Linked DNA regions of Gossypium hirsutum: region 2 is linked to region 1. Evidence: chromatin contacts called from public Hi-C data. All regions are on one chromosome and are shown on one strand. The core of a region is the stretch at or near the end of the contact, and the rest is flanking DNA. Distances in the headings are between cores, read along the strand shown. Region 1 holds the start of LOC107945928 (external alternative NAD(P)H-ubiquinone oxidoreductase B2, mitochondrial). Region 2 holds the start of LOC107962154 (vesicle-associated protein 4-2).

What was found. A called contact is a pair of places that touch in the nucleus more often than the background predicts.
Region 2: a Hi-C map of callus shows a contact between it and region 1, with 4 times the contacts expected there. The contact joins the promoter of LOC107962154 here to the promoter of LOC107945928 in region 1. A contact is called at or near these places in 2 of 34 Hi-C or Micro-C datasets (callus and leaf).

What each region holds. Positions count from the first base shown.
Region 1 is chrA06:91,847,257-91,854,497 of Gossypium_hirsutum_v2.1, reverse strand. LOC107945928 (external alternative NAD(P)H-ubiquinone oxidoreductase B2, mitochondrial) reads right to left here and starts at 2,942. Exons shown (of 11, transcript XM_041115686.1): 1 at 2,637-2,942; 2 at 2,357-2,501; 3 at 1,402-1,723; 4 at 1,088-1,294; 5 at 705-955; 6 at 310-529; 7 at 117-221; 8 at 1-21. The coding sequence starts at 2,445.
Region 2 is chrA06:92,408,298-92,415,538 of Gossypium_hirsutum_v2.1, reverse strand. It overlaps LOC107962154 (vesicle-associated protein 4-2), which reads left to right and starts at 4,267. Exons shown (of 7, transcript XM_016898415.2): 1 at 4,267-4,694; 2 at 5,034-5,104; 3 at 5,268-5,349; 4 at 5,494-5,612; 5 at 6,273-6,350; 6 at 6,512-6,631; 7 at 6,730-7,165. The coding sequence starts at 4,451. The coding sequence ends at 6,789.

The sequences.
Region 1 (7,241 bases), core at 1,693-4,192:
AAATATTTCTGATATATCTTCCTAAAATTTATTGGAAATTACAAGGAACAAAGAAATATCAATACTAGCAATAACCAAAAATCATTAAGAAATAGCAAAACATTACAAATAGGTACCATGACTTTCCGCTGGTTAACAGTAGCACAGTCGCCAAGTGCATAAATGTTACCAAATCCCTCAACTCGCAGCCATTCATCCGTTGCTAAAGCACGCCTATTACCCTTTTACAACAGAATTCATGGTGGCTCAGAGAGTATAGTTAGACGAGTTGTGCAAACTAATTGGTATGAGTGACCAAATATATATTACCTGACCAATTTGCTTCATGAACTCCTTTATGAGAGGACGAGGTCCAATGCCAGTTGACCAGAGAGCCATTCCATATGGCGTTGAAGTTTTTTCGCCATTACCTCTAACTTTTGTAGATATTTCATTTTCATTTATGCCGGTGACCATTGACCCCAATTTCACATCAATGCCATCTCTTCCAAATTTCTGTTCCGCGAAATTTGTGATTCTTTTGTCAAACCTGAAAAGAAAAACGCCTTAAAAGCTTCATATAACTTCAGATTGTGAAATAAATATCTTAACATAAACACTAAAGCTTCTCAGTTCTCAGTGATAGCAGGTATCAGGATAATGATGATGATGGAAAACATAGGACTACTTATCTTTAAAGGGAATTTGGACATTCACATTCTTACATGTTCAAAATATGATCTGTAGCCTCAAGAAGTGTTATTTTCACCAAGTCTTGGACATTTGGATATAGCTTGACCACATCCTCATTGACAAAGTCATGAAGTTCTGCTGCAAATTCCACACCAGTTGGGCCACCGCCAACAACAACAAAGTGAAGGATTTTTTTTCTCTCCTCATCACTTAAATTTGGTAAGCTTGCCTTCTCAAAGGAATCAATAACATTCTTACGAATCTTCTGAGCATCATCAATTTCCTGCCCAAAGAATCTTGCTGCTTAGAATGAAAGAAAACAAAACAAAACAAACATAATGGTATTAAGAGAAGCGAAAATGGTTTCTATCACATGTTTCCCCAATACTAAATAAAGCACGGAAACAGAGCTTACCTTTAGGAAATGGCAATTTTCCATGACACCAGGGGTATTAAAGGTGTTAACCTGAGCTCCCACAGCTATAATAAGGTAGTCATAGTCTACCGCAAACACTTCTTCCCCCTTTGAATGGCTGTCTATAGTAGCGCGACAGTAAATTTTCTTATTATTGGGATCTATTTTTACGCATTCAGCTTCAGAGTAACTGATGTTCACATTTTTCTGCTCAAGCATGAAACAGGAAACCATCATCAGAATTCATTTAGAATTGGTTTTTTCTGATTTCCACAATATACAAGATCTTATTTTCATTGACAAATCCACATTACCTTTCTGATGATGTTGCGAATTGGCTCAACAATGCTGCGGGCTTCTACTTTGCCACATGTAACACTTGGTAGCAATGGGGTGAACACAAAGAAATTACGAGGAGAAACAACCTGCACCTCAAAATTAGTGTTATTCAGGCTCTTCAGGAAACTCATTCCTCCCCAACCAGTTCCAAGCAGCACCACCTTCTTTTTCTTGGGAACTTGTTCAGATGAAGCAATTCGACGGTCATCATTAGATGCCACCGCATCAGCATGAGCAATATGGCCCTTACTGCCATTGAATGCGTTTGCTTCAGCATAAGCTATAAGGCTCCCACCACTGCACCAAAAAAATGCAATAGACTTAGAGCTGAAGGAGAATGCTTAATGGAAAGTTTCAAACATACAGTTCGTTTTTAACTAATCTTGAGAAATTAATAAATTACGCACTCAAGCTCCTAAACTTTGCAGATACATTCAAACAGGACAAATTTTTAGATCTTTTCCCATTTCCTTTACAATTTTAAAGAAGCAAATAAAGCTTCAATTTTCCTAGCGTGCATAATTCACTGACACCGGCCTTTAGGCAGAGATGACAGTTCTCTTCCTCCCTATAATTCAAAACATATTTGCTCTGTTCTTCAGACTTCTGACAGAGCATTTCAATATTCCAAATTTCAGCTCAAAATCTCAAAAAAAAAAAACATCATTCATCAGATGGGCCTAAAAACAATCGCCTATCTAAATGCAGAGAGAATCTACAAACAAAAAACAGCATGAACCACAAATCAATATTAAGAAACTAAATCTATGATAATAAAAAAATAGAAACACAAAGAGGCACTCAGGTCATGCTTAACAACTTCATAGAACCAAAAAGCAAATAAAATATTTGTATATAAAGTTATAAACACAAGAAAAATGCTTAAAAAATGGGGGAAAAAAAGAAAGAAAGAAGGAATGAAAAAAGCACCTGATAGTAGAGACGACGATGACCTTAGAAAGAGAAGGATAATCATTAAAAGCCCTGGATAGTCTCCCGAAGAAGTTGAAGTTCCTCATCTTGGTGCTCTGTAGATCTGTTCTTTTACTTGTTTAGCCTATATGAACCAAGAAAACTGGAGGAAAATCACAGAGAAAGCGGTTACGTATTAAAAATACAAAAAGGCAGAAGAAGAAAAAAAAAGAAAAAGAGTAGATGAGAAACGCGAGGTTCGTGGCGTTGTCACACGATGGTTCCAGGTCTTTACTACCTCGCTTTCTTTTTCAATGACTTGGAGAGCAAGGCAGAGGCGGCAATGTGCTACTATATTTATGGAATCATTATTATATAATTTTTGGTCAAAATATTTTAATGAATTAAATATTAAATAGTATCTGGATCCTTAATTGCGCCGCCGTCACTACATTATGACCGCTACGTCTCTGTGAAAAACCTGTGTCCGTTGGATCCATCAATCCTCGGAATTTATTTTTTCTTATTCTCTTTCTTTAATTTAAGAGATTTTTCAATGATTCATGTTTTTTTCTTGGATAGACCGTTGAACCTAATTAGGGTTTTGAACCCCACCCCCCCCCCAAAAAAAAATTACAAATCATATGTAATATATTGATTTCCTTTTAACAATCAATTCTTTTTATAAAACAATAAAGGGTATTTTTGTCATTTAAAATAATGTAAAATTTTAAAAAATATGAATTTGAATTTAAAATACAGTAATTTTCTTTGTCTTTATTATTTCATTAAAAGCTTCATTTTATTTTAGAATTAATTATTTATATATAAAATTTTATTCACTCAAATCATAATCTTGTTATTCTAAAAGTTTTATTTTATTAAAAATTCAAAATTTAAAATTTAAAATTTAAAATTTAAAATTCTAATTAATTAAATTTTTTATATTGGCTGTCTAAAAAAACTCTTATATTGACATTTTAAAAATTCATGATAATGACATATACTAAAAAAACAAATTAATTAGAATTTTAAATTTTTAATAAAAATTAAAATTTAATCTTTGAACCATAAATAAAACGTGTTAAATATCAAGAAATAAAAAATATTTTAATAATCACTGAAATCAAAATAAAATAAAATCATGAAGCCTTCCTAAAATTAAAGGCGGGAAAAAAAAAGAAAGAAAGAAAGGCAGGCGTAATATTGGAAGAGAAAAGTACATATACAGAATGAGCATATAAAGGACAGGCTGTTAATTGCAGAATGTTAGGTGGTCAAATAGAAGGTGGTAATAAAGTCGGCAATTAGCATGCTTTACGTCATTGTTTTGTACACACACCACAAACATTGCTGACAACCTCCATGTTTTCCTTTGCCGCAAAGCATATTTTTCATGTTCTCTTTTGGTAATCAATAAGCGGTCCATAATTTATGGAATCCAATTTATTTTTTTTAAAAGTAAATAATATAAATAATGTATGGTGGCCACTCTTAAAATATCAACATTAACATACTAAAATCAATATAAGTATCAAATGTTTTAAATATGGATTTTAACCTGTCAATGGATTCATATTCATGTTCAAATTCTAATTTATATTATTTTTAATTCATTTTTATATTGTGAGCCAATTAAATTATAAAAATTAAAACAACTTATTTTAGTTATATATGTTGGGAAGAAACCGAACAACCGAAACAAAGCGAAAGCACAACCGGTGTTCTTTCTCTCCTTATAACTCCTGTAAAAATTATGGCAAGCACAATAGCACAAGATATGTTCTCTAGCAACCTTAATCAACCACAAATCAACTAATGCAACCACAACAAAAAAAATAGAGACACCGATATTTTTACGTGGAAAACCCCTCTAAATTAAGGGTAAAAACCACGGGACTTTAGAGTCCGATAAAGAGCTCAACTATCATCAAATGTTCAACTACAAGATCACAATATCAAGCCTACAACAAGCATTCAACACCGACAAGGCTAACAACATGTAATCTTTAGCAAAAGAGAGAAAAATGAGAGAACATCACCAAAAACGTAGCTGCTGAAAAATGGGTATTTCCGACGCTACAAGACTCGGATGAAAAATCCGACCGTACAAAGTCAAGAACACCTTATCACCTAGCTGCTGTCCAAAAATCAGCTCAATCGAACCACGGATGGACCTTCGATCGAAGAGTTGATCACTGCTGCACCAAGCTTGAAAATCTGATTTTTTTCTATTCTCTCTCTCTATTTTTTCTTTAGCTCTCTGCAGAAAAATTTCTGTCCACTCCCGTTAATAAGCCAAAAAATTGGCTTTTGACAAAACCAAAAGAAAAAGGAAGGCAAAACATTTGTGCCAGAAAATATGGGTTTCCCACATAGTGGGACCCATACCCAACAAATCTCCCCCTCCAACTATGTGGGGAATGCCTCCATGCCGGAGGTCAAACAACATGCTTCAAACTTTCCTCTTGGTAAGGCCTTCGTCAACATATCAGCACCATTATCATTAGTGTGTATCTTCTCAAGCTCTAACAGCTTAGCTTCAAGAACATCTCGTATCCAATGGTACCTCACATCAATATGCTTAGATCTAGCATGAAAAGTTGAGTTCTTACCAAGATGAATAGCACTCTGGCTATCACAGTACAGGACATACTTCTCCTGAGTAAAACCAAGCTCATGCACAAACTTCTTCATCCAAAGCATCTCCTTACACGCTTCGGTTGCTGCAATGAACTCTGATTCGGTGGTGGACAATGCAACACACTTTTGCAGTCTCGATTGCCATGCCACAGCTCCCCCTGCATAAGTGATTAAGTAACCTGAAGTAGATCTCCTCGAGTCAATGTCTCCGGCCATGTCTGAATCTGTATACCCAACAAGAACAGGTTTCTCATTGCCGAAACAAAGTTTCATGTTGGAAGTGCCACGAAGATATCTCATAATCCACTTCACTGCATTCCAATGCTCTCTGCCTGGATTAGAAAGAAACCGACTAACTGTACCAACGGCATAAGCCAAGTCTGGTCTCGTGCAAACCATTGCGTACATCAAACTACCCACGGCTGAAGAGTAAGGAATTTTCTGCATCTCTTCCTTCTCCTTTTCTGTGGAAGGACTATGCTTAACACTCAATCTAAAGTGCATAGCAAAGGGAGTATTCACCGCTTTAGCTTTGTCCATACTAAACCTTTGAAGTACTTTCTCAATGTACCTCTCTTGTGATAACCATAATTTCTTGGCCTTTCTATCACGTGTCAGTCTTATGCCAAGAATTTGCTTTGCTGGCCCCAAATCCTTCATTGCAAAGGATTTACTCAACTCTTGTTTCAACTTCTCAATTCTAGAAGCATTCTGACCAACAATAAGCATATCATCAACATAGAGCAAAAGAATAATAAAATCATCACCAGAGAATCTTTTAACAAACACACAATGATCAGAAGTAGTCTTCTTGTAGCCTTGCTCCCCCATAACAGACTCAAACTTCTTGTACCATTGCCTTGGAGCTTGCTTCAAACCATACAAGCTCTTCTTCAATCTGCACACATAGTCCTCTTTCCCTTGTGCAACAAAACCCTCTGGCTGCTCCATGTAAAGCTCTTCTTCCAAGTCACCATGAAGAAAAGCAGTTTTCACATCCATTTGTTCAACCTCTAGGTCATAACAAGCTGCCAAACTCAGTATAGTTCTGATAGAGGACATCTTCACAACCGGAGAAAATATTTCTTCAAAATCAACCCCCTTTTTCTGAGTATAACCCTTGACGACCAATCTAGCTTTGTATCGTGGAAATGAAGACTTCTCTTCTTGCTTCAACCTGTAAACCCACCGATTCTTCAAAGCTCTTTTGCCCTTAGGCAGTTTCACCAATTCAAAAGTATGGTTCTCATGCAAGGATTGAAGTTCGTCTTTCATCGCTTCAACCCACTGATCTTTGCATTCACTCTCCATAGCCTCTTCATAACATTCAAGTTCTCCCCCGTCAGTCAAAAGAACATATTCATCAGGAGAATACCTGACAGAAGATTGTCGATCTCTGGAAGACCTTCGAAGTGGAACTGCTGGTGGAGCTATAGGTGCTTGTTGTTGATCATTCACAACATCATCCATGGGAGTATCAAAGTCACCTATAGTCTGATGGTCACCACTAACATCACCATGCACAACATCCTGGATAGGATCTGGTGAAGAGTCTAGGGGAACCGGATTCACATCGATCAAGTCACCACTACCTTGTGAATCCACTTTCTCCGTCTTATCAATGTCATCAATGGTCTGATCCTCAATGAAGACAACATCTCTGCTTCTCACGAGTTTCTTCTGAACTGGATCATAGAGTCTATAACCAAACTCACCATCTAGACCATAACCAATAAAAATGCATTGTCGAGCCTTGGCATCCAACTTGGATCTTTCATCCTTTGGAACATGAACAAATGCTTTACAACCGAACACACGTAGGTGATCATATGACACGTCTTTACCAAACCAAACTCTATCTGGCACATCACCTTTCAAAGGAACACTAGGAGACAGATTTATCACATGTGTCACTGTATTCAAAGCTTCAGCCCAAAACGATCTTGGTAACTTTGCATCTGACAACAAACATCTGACTCTCTCAATCAATGTTCGATTCATTCTTTCAGCTAACCCATTTAACTGTGGAGTCTTTGGTGGTGTTCTCTGATGTCTGATTCCCTGTCGCAGACAATACTCATGAAACGACCCTGTGTACTCGCCACCATTATCAGTACGAATGCACTTCAACTTCTTCCCAGTTTCCCTTTCAACTGATGCTTGAAACTGTTTAAACACCTCAAAGACTTGATTTTTAGACTTCAAAGTGTAAACCCATAGCTTTCTTGAACAATCATCAATGAAAGTCACAAAGTAAAGT
Region 2 (7,241 bases), core at 3,018-5,517, 560 kb before region 1:
CGGTTGAGACAAATGGCTGCGTTTCTGCCCGTATGTTTACTACCTGCATGCTAACCTAAAAATTCAAGGTGCAAGGGACACACGGCTAAGCAACACGCCCAAAGGGCAGGCCATGTGTCATACACGGCCTAGACACATGCCCATATGTCTAACTATGTGTACCGTCTTGGAGGCTATTTTCCAAGCCAATGGTCACCCTCAACATCCATACATATTTATAAACTTTAATGGTATTTAACATGGCCTAAATATGTCCATAATCCACCTTGGCATAGTCTATTGCATGTTAACCTCATCTCATTGCTTTAGCACATGCTAGGTTATCCTTTTTGTATTAAGGATTACCACTTTAATAATCACATTTTATACTTGGCTCATTTTATAACTCATTGCCAATTATGACCCAACCATCTCCGAATGATTTGGCCACATTTCACATGTCCATTCTTGATATACCACATTTAACCATTACATGAAAGATTTAAGCATAACCATGCACAATTAGTAGGTTTACAACCTACATCAAAATGAGTCATATCCCATGGCCAAATACAAAATAAAAAAGTATATCATTCAAGCCCTTACATTGGCTAGCCCAATGACACATATAACAAAATGATCAAGAATCCTATACATGCCATTATAACAAAATAAAAGTTTCGATATACCTAAGTAAGACAAGTTGATAGTGTTGACAATGTTCCAACCGTGTTCCAATCTTCATGAGTCCTCGAGCTCTGTAAAACAAGGGAAATGAAAGGGGGTAAGCATTTACATGATTAGTAAGTTTGAATAACAGGAAGGAAAGCTTACCGGTTGTTTAGCATACAATCATATTAGATATTCATGCCAACATGCATAGTATAATTTCCTTATCACATACACTCAATCATCATGTTAGTTTCATGTCAATACAATTAAACATTAATCTTAGATAAGCTCATCATTTCAAGCATTTCTATTTTCGTTCCTCATTTTAATCCCATTGAACTTCTCGGAATCTCGATGGATATCTTGTTTACCGTCAAATCGTGTGAGTGATCATTTTAAATACGCACTCTCGTGAACCTCACTCTTACAGCGGGATTACCAGTCCAAACTAAATCCCCTGAAATGTAAACTCATAGAGTAATGTCAGGATTACCAGTCTAGGTTAAATCCCTTACAATGACATGTACTCTAATGAGCTCATATCTGAATTACCAGTCCAGCTAAATTCAGACCCTAATCGGATTACCCGTCCGGGCTAAATCCATTTCAACACACTTATTCTTTGGGAGGCTCGATCACTAAAGGAGCACCCGTCTGGGCTAGATCCTTTTTACCGTCAATTCATTTCGAGAAATCCATTAGATATCCTTTTATTTCAATTGGGAAACTTCAATTCTCTTTTAAACTATACTACCACATTTCATAGATTATCATGCAATAAATTTCTAAATTGTCATACATTCAAATATATACATTTTGTGTATATTAAGAGTTTACTTCGAGTTACACGAACTTACCTGGTAATTGCTTCGGATTCGTATTTCGGTTATTCCGAAACCTTTCGTTTTCTACTGTTGACCTTCGTAATTTGTTCCTCGGGGTCTATATCAGTAAAAATAAATTATTAATACCTCACATTGTTCATTTTCGGCTTAAGACTCGCCCCGGGCAAAATGACCAATTTGCCCCTAACATTTCACACTTTTTACAATTTAGTCTTAAGGCTCGTATAATGAAATGCATGCAATTTCTAAGTTACCAAGCCTAGCCGAATATTTTTCTTGCTTATAGTAGCCCACATTTTCTTTCATTTCACATTTTTCTACCCATTTTCACAACTTTTACAAAATGGTCCCTTAAGCCATTTCCATGAAAAACTACTTAGTAAAAGTTGTTTACTATCCTTTAAATTCTCATATTCTTCCATAAATCATCAAAACACAAGCATATCATGCATGGATAAATTTTTGAACATGAACCCTAGCTTGAAATATGGGTAGAAATAGAGAGAACATGTTATAAGGATCTCAAAAACATAAATAACATAAAAAACGGGGCTAGGGAATACTTACTGTCAAGCTTCAAATGTTGAACCAAAACCCTAGCTATGGATATAGAGAATTTCGACAGCCACAAAGAAGATGATGGCTGATTTTAGCTATCTTTTTCCCTTTTTATTTCATTTATTACCAAATGACCAAAATGCCCTTCCTTAATAACCTTTCAAAATTTTCCATGCATGCCCATTTTTGTCCAAAAACTTAGAAATTGGGTAAGTTGCTATTTAAGAGCTCCTAATTAATAATCCATAGCAATTTCATACTAATTGCTTCTAGAACCCAAGTTTTACAATTTATTCAATTTGGTCCCTAATTTCCAATTGGACACCTTATACTTAAAATTTCTTCATGAAACTTTAACACATACTTATTTTCATATCCTAGACCTCATAATAATCATAAAACAAATATTTTGGTGTCGAAATTGTGGCCCCGAAACTACTATTCCGATTAGGCCCAAATTTTAAGATGTTACATTTACACCAATTGCATGCAAAAGATATTTTTTATCAAACTATGGTAAACATAAGCCTATCTTTATCCAAAACAGTGATGAAGTAAGCTGAATCTGGGCTCTTTCCATCGGTTGAGTTAATCTGTCAAATAATATAAGACTTTTTTTGAAAAAGCCATGGTCTCCCCTCCATAATTGTCTCGAGATCTTCTTCCAAATCAAACACTATCAAAAATAAATTCTGCCCCACCATCTGGATCTCAAATTTTTTCCTTGTCTTCCATATACTTTTCATCTGTGCCATAAAGCTTTTTGGATTGTAAAGCTTCTCTGTCCAAATTGTACAGATCAAAGTTGGTTTTTCACTTGGTACCACCATTTAACCTTTGAATGATAATTGAATGAGTTCTTCTACTAGGAGAGAGATCTCATCCCTCCCACTCGATTGTCCCCATCACTTTCCTCTATCCCAAGCCGCAACAATTACTGCTTTCTCTAGGACTGTAAGCAAAGCACTCTTGGCGACTCTTAAATGATGCTATTATTAGTTAGGATGAAATACAAATTATTTTTACGATAGTTAGTAGATAGTTGGGTGATAAAAAAAAAGAGAAAATTGACTAATTGGGTGACAAAAAAAAGAAATTTACTAATAATTGAGTGACCATTTTGTAACTTTTTATAATTGGGTAGCCAAAAAAGAAAATATAAACCATAATTGGGTGACCTCTATTGTAGTTTACCCATTTTTATTTAGAAATTAATTTCCTTTTTCCAACTCAAATTAAAAAAAAATCCTAAATACGAGCAGCTCTTAATTGACTGAAAAGTTTCTTTTTAATGAAATTATACATTAGGTATCTAATTCAATAACAATAAAAAATCAAACTCAAAGTACCTTACTCAAACAAAGAAAGGGTATCATTTAATGGCTTATTATTCAATTAAGCTTATATTTTAAATAAGTTTATTATTATTTTTTGTTCTAACTCTATTTTTTAAATTTAATATTTTAATTTGAACTCTTGACTCTGCATTTTCTTTAAATATCAAAATTTATTAGACAATATTTTACAAATAAACTAAAAACAAATTAAAATTTCAACATTAGAATCCATTTAATTTTTAACTTTTTAAGTATAGGGATTAAAGCTTAAATTCTATAAAAATTATAAGGAGTAATCTTATAATTTTATAGAAATAAGTCCCTTTGAAGCCTAACTTAACTTGATTCATGGTAAATTACTAGTTTTTTCCTGATCTAGTCTAGTTGCTTAAGACTTAAAGACGGCCAGATGAAGGCAATGATTCAATTTCCGCGTTATTCCCACTAATTATTTCTGTTATTATATCCTTAATTAACTTTCAAACACAAAAATAAATAAGGTAATCAATCCTTCGAAATTAAACAAAACGGTTTATAAATAAAACCAAAATTGGTATTTTTAAAATCAAAGTTATAATGAAATTTCTTCCATAAAGAAACTATTGTTGACATTTCTGTTTCCTGTTGAATAAATAGAAGACGGAAAAACGCGTGAATCTTTTAATAAATTGAAAGTACAAACCAAAATTACTTAAACCATTCCAAAACCCTGAAAGTCGTGGTTGAATCGTTTACTTTCCGCGGCAGTTTATAGAAAGGGCGACGATATTACCTGCGAAACAACGGTTTTTTAAAATAAATAATTGAAATTGGACACGGTGTCGTTTTTGGGAGATTGATTGACTTTTAAAGGGGAAAAGCGGACTTCAAATTCTCCCAAGTCAAATACAGTACAATCCAAGCTCTAAAATCCGACCCCCTCTCTCCCTCTCTCTCTCTCTCTCTCTCTCTCATTTCCTTGTCACGACTTTCTCGATTCGAGTAGCAGTGGAAGTTCCTTCCTCTGCGAAACGTAAAGAAACGGTGTCCTATATGCCCTCGTGTTTGTTTTGAGATAAGATGGCAATAGAAACCGACCAAAAGTCATCGTACGACGGCAAAGTTTGGGGGTTCTTTAAGCTGCCGTTTAGACAAACCGGGAACACCAGCAGTACGACGTCTTCTTCCTCCGCTCAAACTCAGCCTCACCTCGAAGGATCCGACCATCATGCCTCGGCTAACTCCGTTTCCTCTGTCGCCAAGTCGCTTTTGCCGACTCGTCGCCGGCTCAAACTTGATCCGGCTAATAAGCTCTATTTTCCATGTAAGTACTATTCTTCTTTGCTTTTTTATCTGATTCTAAATTTCCCGTTTGTTTGATTCAATATTATGCAAAACTTTTGATGCTTATTTCTTGAAATTAACAGTAAGTTGAAAAAAATATTTTATAGTAGAGATTGTTCAGAATCAAGATTGTTGATTAAAGTAGCTGATATAATCGGACTAAAATTTGTTGTTACTCTTTATTTGAAATACTTTTGACTTAAATCAGGAAAATTTCAATTCGATTTATTTCGGAAGAAATTGTATAAAATTTTTCCAAGTAAATGGAAATAATCTTTTCTCTTATTCTTGATTGTATATTACGTTTTCTTTTTCGAAGATGAACCTGGCAAACAAGTGAGGAGCGCGGTCAGGATAAAAAACACGAGCAAGTCATATACAGCTTTCAAGGTAAAAACCTTAAACCTTTGAAAATTTTCAATTTTGCTTTGTTGTATTAGTCTTTGTTATTTGTCTATGTTTTCTGTATACATTAGAAACGGAAGTGGAATGATGTTGTGCTTTATGACAGTTGCTTTGATTTGTAATGAACCTTTTGTTTCTGTTGGTTTAGTTTCAAACTACAGCGCCCAAGAGTTGTTTCATGCGCCCACCAGGTGCTATTCTTGCACCTGGGGAGAGCATCATTGCGACCGGTAATTGCTTCCTTCTGTACACACACCCGTTAATTCTAGTTTGATTATACATTGACAATTTGGAATTAATATATATTTAATGTTTGTCTTATCTTCTGAAAGATTCTTATGAATTTCACTTCCTCGTTTGAATGGATTTACTAGTCTTTAAGTTTGTTGAGCAACCTGAGAACAATGAAAAGCCAATGGATCAAAAGAGCAAGGTTAAGTTTAAAATCATGAGTCTCAAGGTGAAGGGTCCAATGGAGTATGTTCCCGAGCTGGTGAGTTGAACTTCTCCTGTACAACTGTATTGTCATATTATTCACATGATGACAACCAATAATAAGACTTTTTAATTTGACTACATTTAGATGTTAGTGAGCTTATGATGAACATAAAGTAATATTCTGTTGATGCATATAATATTTACTTCGTGGCTAATAGTGAGTTTCTCTACAAACACATAACTTTATGGGGTGACCTTACAGATGGATAAGCAGTGCTAATCTGAAGCATAAAATGTCACTGTGGAACAGAACTTCTATATCCAATATTCTTCTTTTTTGGGATTTGTACCTTTTGTCTGCAACATAAAGAAACTACTGTGCTTTATAGGCAGATTTTTTTTTTTCTTTGTCATTGAGTTGTCCTGGTGTTGCTGTAAATTGACTTTTGAAGCCGACATATGCCCAATTATCATGCTTAATCAGATAAGAATCTCTTGTTGAAAAGCTGATTTTGGGCCCATTTTGATAGGGCAAGCATGATTTTCAATCAATTTTATGGGTTGTTTGGCTGCATTTGTTTGATGCACAATTGAGAATATTCTTTTACCATGTACGCTATTGATTGCTTCTCTGCCTGTCTGATCTTTTTTCTTTTTATTTGAGGTTGGATATTTGTAAATGGTGTAATTAATCTTAGGTGCCTGTCTTTTGCAGTTTGATGAGCAAAAGGATCAAGTGGCAATAGAGCAAATTTTGCGGGTTGTTTTTCTAGATCCCAAGCGCCCTTGTCCTGTAAGTACCGCTACCATATTACCACCATAAGTCACTGATATATGTGCCCCTATTCATTCTAGCGTGTCAATGCTTTCCGCCTGCATGATGTTTGACATGCATATACCAAATTATCAAAATCATAGCAAACTAAACGGCCTAAATATTTTTATGGGTTTAAGGCTCTGGAAAAATTGAAGCGCCAATTAGCTGATGCCGATGCTGCAGTTGAGGCACGCAAAAAGCCTCCGGAGGATGCAGGTCCAAGGATAATTGGGGAAGGACTTGTGATAGATGAATGGGTAAGTTTTCTTGTAATCATCTGATGAAAAATTATTCTTATAGATATTTTACTTGTATGATATGGAATTACTTACAACTGTAAATTTCTGTCATGCAGAAAGAGCGAAGGGAAAGATACCTTGCTCGGCAGCAGATTGAAGGAGTAGACTCAGCTTAAAGTGGATTAGTTTCCTCGTTGTATGGTTGAAGTTTTATATAGTCATCTCGTGCTTATGTCCATCAAATCATTTCATGTAACGCAAAGGGTATTGTCTCAGAAGAATGATCTGGAAATTTCGAAATATTTTGTGGTTGTAAAGAAGAGTGAAGCTGAAATTTCTGTAATTGGAGACTTGAAATCAGCTAGTTACTATCTGCATTGTAGATAATGTGATTTTGCCGCCTCCCTAAGGGGAATAAAACTGTTCTTCATGGGGTGTAATACACTAAATGGATATCAAACCGAGTAGGAGTATTTAAATGCATACATAATCAATAATGTTCTGTATCAATTACCTTTAGGAAAATGTCACATTTTGAACAATTTTTGTCCAGTGCTTTTGTAACCTTTCAAAGCAAATCATGTACGGGATGACATACTCTCTTCTGTGTGAATGCATAGGTAAATCG